Regions from separate parts of the Macaca mulatta genome. Here region 2 is linked to region 1. Evidence: chromatin contacts called from public Hi-C data. All regions are on one chromosome and are shown on one strand. The core of a region is the stretch at or near the end of the contact, and the rest is flanking DNA. Distances in the headings are between cores, read along the strand shown. Region 1 holds the start of NUP50 (nucleoporin 50). Region 2 holds the start of PHF21B (PHD finger protein 21B).

The links. A called contact is a pair of places that touch in the nucleus more often than the background predicts.
Region 2: a Hi-C map of fetal cortical plate shows a contact between it and region 1, with 2.1 times the contacts expected there. The contact joins the promoter of PHF21B here to the promoter of NUP50 in region 1. A contact is called at or near these places in 2 of 14 Hi-C or Micro-C datasets (fetal cortex germinal zone and fetal cortical plate).

What each region holds. Positions count from the first base shown.
Region 1 is chr10:6,326,523-6,331,669 of T2T-MMU8v2.0, forward strand. It overlaps NUP50 (nucleoporin 50), which reads right to left and starts at 3,217. Exons shown (of 8, transcript NM_001265689.2): 1 at 2,981-3,217. It overlaps LOC144331605 (a long non-coding RNA gene), which reads left to right and starts at 3,498. Exons shown (of 2, transcript XR_013398900.1): 1 at 3,498-3,707; 2 at 3,896-4,331.
Region 2 is chr10:6,463,189-6,467,992 of T2T-MMU8v2.0, forward strand. PHF21B (PHD finger protein 21B) reads left to right here and starts at 2,686. Exons shown (of 13, transcript XM_028827608.2): 1 at 2,686-3,187; 2 at 4,065-4,130. The coding sequence starts at 3,134.

The DNA.
Region 1 (5,147 bases), core at 1,967-4,466:
GTCAGCTTGTAATACATTTTAGTGATTTTTACATTTTATAAGTATGTGCTATTTTTCTGATTACAAATGATATTAAAGTCCAAGATTCTAAAACATAAAGTATGAGAATACACTTTCCATTCGCTGGGAACCCTCTCTTTTTAATGCCCGGCCAAAAATACTTGGTTAAGTTTTGTCATTAATCTTTGTCATACAAACAAAAACAAATACAGGAATACACATAATTCTTTACTGTTCAGAAACCAGGTCTCTATACGGATTCTTTTTTTTTTTTTTTTGAAACGGAGTCTCGCTCTGCCGCCCAGGCTGGAGTGCAGTGGCCGGATCTCAGCTAACTGCAAGCTCCGCCTCCTGGGTTTACACTGTTCTCCTGCCTCAGCCTCCCGAGTAGCTGGGACTACAGGCACCCACCACCTGGCCACCTCGCCCGGCTAGTTTTTTGTATTTTTTTAGTAGAGACAGGGTTTCACCGTGTTAGCCAGGATGGTCTCGATCTCCTGACCTCATGATCCGCCCGTCTCGGCCTCCCAAAGTGCTGGGATTACAGGCTTGAGCCACCGCGCCCAGCCCTCTATACAGATTCTTTTAGCAATTTTTCTACTCATTAACTAACATCTCCGCCAGAGGGTCGGAGAAGTAAGAAGTTGCCAATGGTCACATATGCTATTTAAGATTAACTGTAGGGCCGGCGCAGTGCCTCACACCTGTAATCCCAGCACTTTGAGAGGCCAAGGCGGACAGATCACTTGAGGTCAGGAGTTTGAGATCAGCCTGGCCAACATGGTGAAACCCCACCTCTACTAAAAATACAAAAATTAGCTGGATGTGGTGGTGGCACCTATAATCCCGGCTACTCGGGAGGCTGATGCAGGAGAATCTCTTCAACCCGGGAGGCAGAGGTTGCAGTGAGCTGAGATCGCGCCAATGCACTCCAGCCTGTGTGACAGAGCAAGACTCCATCTCAAAACAAAACAAAACAAAGAAAAAAGAAAATTAACTGTGGAGAAAAAAGGGATGGAGCTGAATGCACAAAAACTGTAACAGTAAAATTTTACCTTCTAACTCATACCCACAATGAAGAGACAGGTGGCACAGCAAAATAGTCTAAATAAATGTAGGGGCTTCCACGTCCTAACACACTCACCAAATCAGTATATAACCAAAAGGCAGGGATCTTTGTTTTGTTTACAGATATACTCCAAATGTCCCAACAGCGCCCAGCTCAAACAGCAGGTGTTCTGTCTATCATTAGATCAATGAGCTGGGGTATTGCATAAAGTATTTCAAAAAATACTGAAAGATCTGGCGTCCCAGTTTTGCCATTTTCTAGCTGTGAGAACTTGGGCAAGTTATATTTAATTTTTGTGCCTCAGTTTCTTCATCTGTGGAACAGGAAGTATTAAGAAAGTTAAGATAAACAAAGATTGGCTTAGAACACTGCCTGGAGCAGAGGACGGGCTTAATAAATTATTAAACAAACAAGTGTTATTAGAAGCAAAGGCTATAAACTACCATTTTTCCTCCAAAACGTAAAAGTTGTAGCATGGAAGAATAACTTGGATTACAAACCAGACTTTTAAAAACATTTTACCTAATCCCTATTTTATTTCAAAGCATGACACTTCAGACAATACATTTTACTTCTATGCTACAAGTGGGGGGCGGGGGGGAACCCTCTGTAAAATATTCTGAACAAGGCCTGCCACCTGGCCTTATGTCTAGCTACTATTATGAAGAACTTAAGGGAGGCGGAAGAATCACTTGAAGCCAGGAGACGGAAACCAACTTGGTCGCTACAAAAATAAAGATAGACATAGATTAGATGAATAAATAGAAATAAAAAATTAGCCGGGCGTAGTGGCGCACACCTGTGGTCCCAGCTACCTGGAAGGCTGAGGCAGGAGAATCACTTGAGCCCAGGAGCTTGAGGCTACAGTGAGCTACTACTACACTCCGGCCTGGTGACAAAGCAAGACCCAGTCTCAACCAAACAATCAATAAAAGGGAATTTAAAAAGCGTCTGCGCTTGTGGGTAAAAAACCACCAAATTCGACATGATTTCTAGGTATGAAGCAACGTGGTAGGAGACTGAAAGTCTAGGCAAACTGGAAAAAACATTATTTGTGCCTGATATAGTTATGTGGTCTCTGGCATCTGGTGTAGCTCTGCCCTTGGAGCTCAACTTGTCAACATCAGCTTAAAACGAAAACACGGATTTCGTTATACTTAATAGTGAGGTGCCTTGTTGAAGGGAGAGAACAAGCGGGCCAACTAAGGAGACAGAAATACCGAATCTCCAAACTGTTTCTTAATGGAACCGAGCAAATGGGTGATCAATGACCCGGGAACGCAGTAAGAAAGTGAAGCTAGGCCAGAGAGGTAATGGGCCCAGGAGAAAAGCGACGAGGGGTGGCCAGGGGGAGAGGAGAATCGAGAGGAATCGCTAGGAAGGAAACGGAGACCACCACGCCAGGACAGCCCTGCCAGCCCCCTACCTCCTCCGGGGCCGCAGGGGCGAGCCTCACTCAAGTCGGACGCCGCAGCCTGGCGAGGCCCAGGGCCCGCTTCACAAACAGCCCACGCTGCGTCGCCGCTGTCATCCCACCCCACCCTCCACCCGTCGCTGCCCACCCACGCGCCCCGCCCGGCACGCGCGCCCGACCCAGGCTCCCTCCCTAGGGTCCCGGCCCCTAGCCCTGTACCCCACTCCCCAGTGTCCCGTCCTCCAGCCCCTCCCCAGGGTCTGGTCCCCCGGCCCCGCACCCCTCCCCATGGGCCCGTCCCCGGCCCCGCACCCCTCCCCAGGGGCCCGTCCCCCGGCCCTGAGCCCTCACCCCTCTCCCCAGGGTCCAGTCCCCAGCCCTGCACTAGCACTCCCCTCCCAGGCCCGAGCCCGCTCCCGCCCTACCGGTCCTGGGCTCTCAGCACCAGGCTCCCGCCCTCAGCCCCTTCCCCTCCTGCGCCAGCCGCCGCCCCTCACCTCCTCGGCCGCTGCCGCAGCACTCGCTAGGTCTTGGGTGCGGCGAAACCCGGGGCGCGGCGGCGCTGGGGTCTGGAGCGTACTAGTGGTCGTCTGGCTGAGCGCGCTCGGCCGCTTCCGGTGCTGCCCTGAGGGCCTCAGAGGACTTGGTGCTCGGCAAGCCCAGAGACTCAAACACCATGTCCCCGGGGAGGGGGAGCTCCTCACGCTGTGTTCGGCAGGGAGGCGAGAGAGCCGGTTCAGCCCGAGACCGCCGTAGTAACCGCGCCGAACACGCTCCGGGCGGCCATTTTGTAACTCGAATCTACCCCCAAAACCAATTCGAAAAAAAGGGAGGAAAGAAACGCCCGCGTTCAGCTACTGCGCAAGCGCGCCGGGACCTCCGGTAACAGCACCTCCTTCCGCCGGCCGGGCCCCTCACGCGGCGCATGCGCCCAGCTCCCTAGAAACCGGCGCCGGGCTGAGCGTGCCCGTCTCGCGCAAGCGCGCACGCGCCGACCTTAATCGCGGAGCCGGCGCCGGCAGCGGCGGCTTGGGGTGTTCGGCTCACGTGGGGCTGGCTGCGCGTCTTCCAGGCTGTTCTCGCGCTAGTCGCTGCTAAGGGGCCGGCCATGCGCGAGGAGCTGCGGCGAGGAAGGTCGGTCAGTGGACATGGCCGAGGCTCGCGGTGTCCGTGTGTGGGAGCTGCAGGGCTGAGGAGAGGCCGCCCGCGACCCTCGGGAATCCTGTGAGGTGCCAGTGGGATCGCTTCACGTCAGGAGGCCCCGCCCCGGGGCTGGCCGTACCTGGCCGGGGTGGCCCGGAGCGGCTGGGTCTCGGCGCCAGGAGGGGACGTGTGGACCGCCTGTTAAAGGACCCCTCGTTCGCTGACATTTGATTTTGCGTCGCGTGGCTTCTCTTCTGTTTTTTTTTCAGCCCCTGAGATCCCTTAGTGCGTCCTGGGCACTGAGCTTTGTCACCCAGGCTGGATTGAAGTGGCGCGATCTTGGCTCACTGCAACCTCCGTCCCCTGGGTTCAAGCGATTCTCCTGCCTCAGCCTCCCGAGTAGTTGGGATTTCAGGTGCCACCACCGCGGCCCGAACCCGTGTGGAATGTTTCACTTTGACCAGTGTCTGCGAAATAGCGGGGGGCTTAGAAAATGGTGCAGTTTGGACTAACAGATACGGCGACATCAAAATGTTTCCTGGGTCTGTTAAGTCCTGGGTTTGTTAACATTATTAATCTGTTCCTGTAACCCTAAATATCTTATTGTAAGGGTAAGCAAAATAATGAACACATTTAATTCTTAATTACGCATTGTAGCATGAAATAACTGATGCTTTTCTAATACAAATAAAAAAGATTTATGTCTATAATAGCACTGTAGCTGACTTGAGCCTTTCTGGATGGATTTCACTGCTGACTAAAATGACAACTTTAAACTGGCTATAACTCAGGAGAATGGAGGCACTTTGCACGCAGACATCTACCTCCATTGAATTTGGTTACTTTTAATGAAGCTCAAGTCTCAGGTTATGAAATACTGCTCCAAAGGTGTTAGCCACTTTTTTCCTATACTCTGCCTTTCAAAAATCCCTTTCAATTTGCTTAACCCCTGAGAGCCGAAGGATTTTGATGGTTGTTAGGTTGGGTCATTGTCATCATGTTCAGTAAATAAATATCCAGACATGTCAGTTTACCTACTTGACCTAATTCCAAACGAGTCCATGGTGATGTGATCCTGCCTTTCTTTCTGCTGTTAGAGGTCTATGCCAGGAGCCAGCTTTGTCTCCGTTTTGCCACAGTGATCAAGTCATAAATGTCTCAGATCATTCAAGTCCAGTTTAACCTAGTAAAGAAAATTGCAAGATAATATTGCTGTATTCTAGCTGTGTTCTGGCCTGCATTTTAGGTAGGCTTAAACCTTGACCTGGAGTCATTCTTGTTACGATTTACCAGAAAACACCCAACAGGAAGCTTACAGAACTACACTTTGCTCCTACTGATAAGGAATGAAAACAGGAAATGTTCTGTTTTCTGCCTGGCAGTGGGGCTTTGGAGTTAATCTCCTGGCCATATCACTTCCCAGCTTGACAGCCTTGGACAAACTGAACTCTGAGCTCAGTTTCTTCATCTGTAAAGTGAGAGTATATTATGTACTTTCATTTGGTTGTAGAGATTAAATGT
Region 2 (4,804 bases), core at 1,436-3,935, 140 kb after region 1:
AGGGAGGCCTGGCGCACAGGATGTGCTCAGGAAAATGCACGCTTGCAACGCGAGTGCAGGACTCCTGGGCTGGTTCACATTGGCTGAGCATGGTGGCTCATGCCTGTAATCCCAGTACTTTGGGAGGCCAAGGCAGGAGGATTGCTTGAGCCCAGGAGTTCGACACCAGTCTGGGCGACATAGTGAGACCCCATTTCTTTAAAAAAAAAACAAAAAAAATTAGCTGGGCCTGGTGGTGTGCCTATGGTCCCAGCTACTTGGGAGGCTGAGGTGGGAGGATTGCTTCGGCACAGGAGGTGGAGGCTGTGGTAAGCCAACGATAGAGCCACTGTGAGCCAGCCTGTGTGACAGACTCACTCAGGAAGTGAGTATGCAAAAAAACAGAAGGGCAGTAGATGTAACTGTAACCCAGATTAGTTAACAGAAACTTGCAAACAGTGCTTTAAGACTCCATAGTGGGAGCCACTATCCTCCAGCCAGCATCAGCCTGAGTCTGTGTGGGCTGAAGACGACCTGAATATCCTCTGTTGATTTAATTACCTACGTGGCTGATAAAATTACTCAGAATTTTTACCAAGAAGCCAGTGGCATTTACAGAGATTACAGTAGGAATCCTCTTTCTGCACGATTTCTCTCTGGCTCTCCAAGCACTGGTCTCCAGGGCAGTCCACTTTCCTGGGCTGGTGTTCAGCCCAGCAAAAGCACGAAGGAGGGAGGCCGCCGCCCTGACCCGGGCTAAACCCAGAAGCGGGAGGAGTGGATACCTCTTGCAGCACCCCGAGTCAGCGTCTCTGTTTTGCATTTGAGGAGCCCTGCTTCTCCTTGCTTGGGGCAAAACCAAAGGGATCACGACCACTTCAAACACGGGCTAGTTTTGCATCCACATTAACCGGTAATGGCTTATGTGCCTGTGGTCCCAGCTACTTGGGAAGCTGAGGTAGGAGGATTCCTTGAGCAGGGGAGGTGGAGGCTGTGGTGAGCTATGATTTCACCACTGCACACTAGCCTGCATGACAGAGTGAGACACACACAGGAAATGAGTAACTATGCAAAAAACAGAGGGGCATGTACATGATCCTTACCATAATCCACGTATTAACCCACATAATTAAATCAACAGAGGATATTCAGGTTGTCTTCAGCTCACACAGATTCAGGCAGATGCTGGCCAGAGGGTAGTGGCTTCTCCTGTGGAGTCTTTTCTGTTCGTTTTTTTTCCGAGACGGAGTCTTGCTCTGTTGCCCAGGCTGGAGTGCAGTGGTGCAATCTCGGCTCACTGCAACCTCTGCCTCCCGGGTTCAAGCAATTCTCCTGCCTCAGCCTCCGGAGTAGCTGGAATTATAGGCTTGCGCCACCACGCCTGGCTAATTTTTTGTATTTTTAGTAGAGAGCAGGTTTCACCATGTTGGCCAGGCTGGTCTCGAACTCCTGACCTCGTGATATGCCCACCTCAGCCTCCCAAAATACTGAGATTACAGGCGTGAGCCACCACTCCGGCCGGCCTCCTGTGGAGTCTTAAAGCGCTGTTTGCAAGTTTCTGTTAACTAATTTGGGTTAAGGGTGCTGGGTTATGGGATGAGGGGCCATCTGTATTTGGGGGTCCCAAGCACATAATTTATGACAAATGCCCTAACAGAGAGCAGAACAACACTGGGGTCCTCTCTTAAAAAAAAAAAAAAGAAAGAAAGAAAGAAAAGGGGGAATTCCAATAACTTCTGCCAACAAAAGAAATGTGTGACCTGTTGGCATATGTTGAAAGGGACATATGTCGATAGTGCTTGCTTGGGTATTTTTTGTGCTGCCGGAGATGAATCTGAAGTTAAAACGACTTAACAGCTTAAAAGTTTACTTTGACTTATGATGGCACCCTTTCTCCCCAGCGTGTTTGAAACGTGCCAGTTGCTGCCAACTGGGCACCCGGCACTCCGACCTGAATGAAGATGGCAGCCCCGAGGTGGTTGACAGTGACTCTGGGACATTAACCTCCTGGCTGCGGGGCTGGGGGTTCTGAAACGCGATCTCCGCAGCTGTAGTTATAATTGTTTTAGGTCGCATTGACCGGGCCTGTTTACGACTCTTAACAGTCTTAAAAAGTCCAGTGACATCTGTTGAGAGTTTAATTGTGAGTGTTAAAAAAAAAAAAAAAAAAAAAAAAAAAAACCATTAAAGGAAGAGCCAAGAGATCAATTTTCTTGCTGTTTAAACAACACGGAGGCCATCAGGCGGCGGGGGAATGTTGCGACGCGACTAATTTTATCTCCCAAGTCGCGGCGCTGGTATGGACAGGAGGGGTGGAAGAATTTAAATAAAATAGCAGAGGGAGGCGGAGGAGCGGGGAAAGGAGGGAGCCGAGGACCAGAGAGAGAAATGGAAACACGGACTCGCAGCCTCCCAGCGGAAAGTGTCCTCAACTCGGCGTTAACAGCGCAGGGGGTGAGGGCACCGCGTCCCCCGGGATGGACCTGGGGACAGAGAGGAAGACCCCGCGGTCGCCCCTCTCCGAGCGCCGGCACGAGCGGCCCCCGGAGCCCCCGAGCGTGCGTCTCCGTCCGCCACCACTTTTGTTCTCCGCTCGGGGCTCCGGGCCGCGGCGGGGCGGCAGTGCGCAGGCGCGGGCGGGGCGGGGCGCAGCGGGCGGAGGGTCCCGGCACCGCCCCCCGCCGCCCCGGCCCGCTCCATCCGGGCACTGCCGAATTAGCATCGTGCCGAGGCACAACTTTGCCGAGGCCCAGCGAGATCCAGGCGCGCGCGCCGGAGGAAATATAGTCCCTGCCGGCTGGAGGCTCGCGCGGGAGGCGGCGGCGGCGGCTGGGCGGGCGCGCGCGGGGCTGCGCGGGGCTCCCGGCGCCGGGGGGCCATGCGCCGGGCCGCGCCGGCAGCCCGGGGACCCGGCGCAACTTGCCGGGCAGCCTGAGGAGTTGGGGCAGCCGCGGGCTCGGCGCCGCGGCGCCCGGAAGCCTTTCTTCCCCCTCGCCAGCCCCCTTCCCTTTCGGCCGTGGGGGAGGGGGCTCGTGTCCCCCCCACCGAGCCCGGAGGCCGTGTCCGCCCGCGCCCGCTCTGGCTCCCGCGAAGCCGCGCAACTTCCCGGGAGCCCGGGCCAAAGTGAGCGCAAAGTGCTGCCCAAGTTGCCGGGATGGAGCTGCAGAGCCGGCCCGAGGCGCTCGCCGTGGAACTCGCGCGCCACCAGGTAGGTGGCCGGGGGCCGGGCTCGGGGCCGGGGAGTGTGTTGCGGGGCGAGGGGGTTGGGGGACCCGAGCCCGTCGTCCTCTCTTCCCGGTCTCAGGATCTTCCAGGCTGGAGTTTGCCCCGGGCGGGGGGCGAGGGAGTGATCACACGCGCAGACCCCCTTCTGGGCTCCCCTTCGCCCGCCCCCGGCGCTGTCCTGCACAGTGTGGGGGATCGAGGGCGCGCGGGACCCGAGTCTGGCGTCTTCTCTTAAGCGATGTAGGGTCTACATGACTGGGAGGGTGCCTGGAGGGGGCCCCTTCGTGAGCCGGCCCAGGGGAGGGGAGTGCGAACAGCCCCCTTTCCGGCCTCCCCTCGGGCCCCGCGCCCGGGGCGAACCTGCCCGGTGGGCGTAAGTAGTTTTGGCGATCGCTGCTGGCGAGCGGCGGCGTGGCGGCCGGAGCCTGAGCGGGGCTCGGCGTGCGCGTGTGTGTGTTGGGGAGATTAGGACGCGACTTGAATATTTATGAGCTTTGCTCGACACGGACTCGCCGTGTTTACTTGGCTCTTTGTTCCTCCCCCCTCCCCCGGCACACACTCACACTCACTCGCACACGCACCCCGGCCTGCAAACTTGCACGGCTCGGGGCGCGCCGCCGGGTGGCCTCGGCCCCCGCCCCGCCCCGCGAGCTGCCCCGATGAGGCGGCAGCCACAGGTAAGCGGCCCCGCGCGGCACTGCCCGGCCGCCGCGCGTGCGGGACGCCGCCCGGGAAACTTGGGGTACGCTGCGGCCTGTCCCGCTCGCGGGGCTCCGGGCGGGGGGTACCGCGGCCCGCGGGGCTGGGGCGCACCTGACCCCGGGCGGCCGGCTTGAGCCCGCTCCTCCGTGTTTCCGCAGAACGGCGACCTCAAGAAGCAGCTCCACGAAAGGCAGCCGCGGATCGCCGCGCTCAGCGACAAACAAGTAAGCGAGGGGATCGCGCCCCCCCCCCCCGGGATGGGGCGGGAGGGTAGCCGGGCACTTTGGCGGCGCCCTAAAAAGTGCCAGCCTGGGTGCCGCACGCTCATACTCCCAGAGGGGTCTGTCTCCAGTTCTTAAAGTTCCCCACCCCTCCCCTTTCCTGGAAAGAAAGAGCTGGGTTCTCCGAGGCGGCGGGGAGAGCCGGCCCGGCGGGGGCCGAAGAGAGGAGCTCACTTAAAAGGCGGCGCGCGGCCCGGCGTCCATTTTGAGGTGGTGGACATGTTTTTGGAACGTGGCGATTTCTCCCGGCTCGGAGTCCCCCGTTTTGCGCTGAGGCGGCCGTGGGGGCGGAGGGGGGCGACCGTGGGGGCCTGGACACCAAACTCCTTGGGAGCGATTTCTGGGTTCCGTGGCAAACCTCGTTTTGCAATCGTTCCTCGAGGCTCCCCCCGACCTTCCACTTCCCCAGCTTCACTTTTTATTCTTGGAACCTGACGCCAGCTCCCGGGGAACAAAAGAAAGGCGCCCCCGGGACCCCCCAGTTCTGCTCCAACTTTGGGCTCTGGGCGTTAGGTGTAGTTGGGGACACCTGAGAAGCTCCCCCGCGGCGGGGGCGCGGCCGCCCACCCCCCTCCCGGCCCCCTCCGGGGAGGAAAAGTTGTCCATTGTGACTTAGT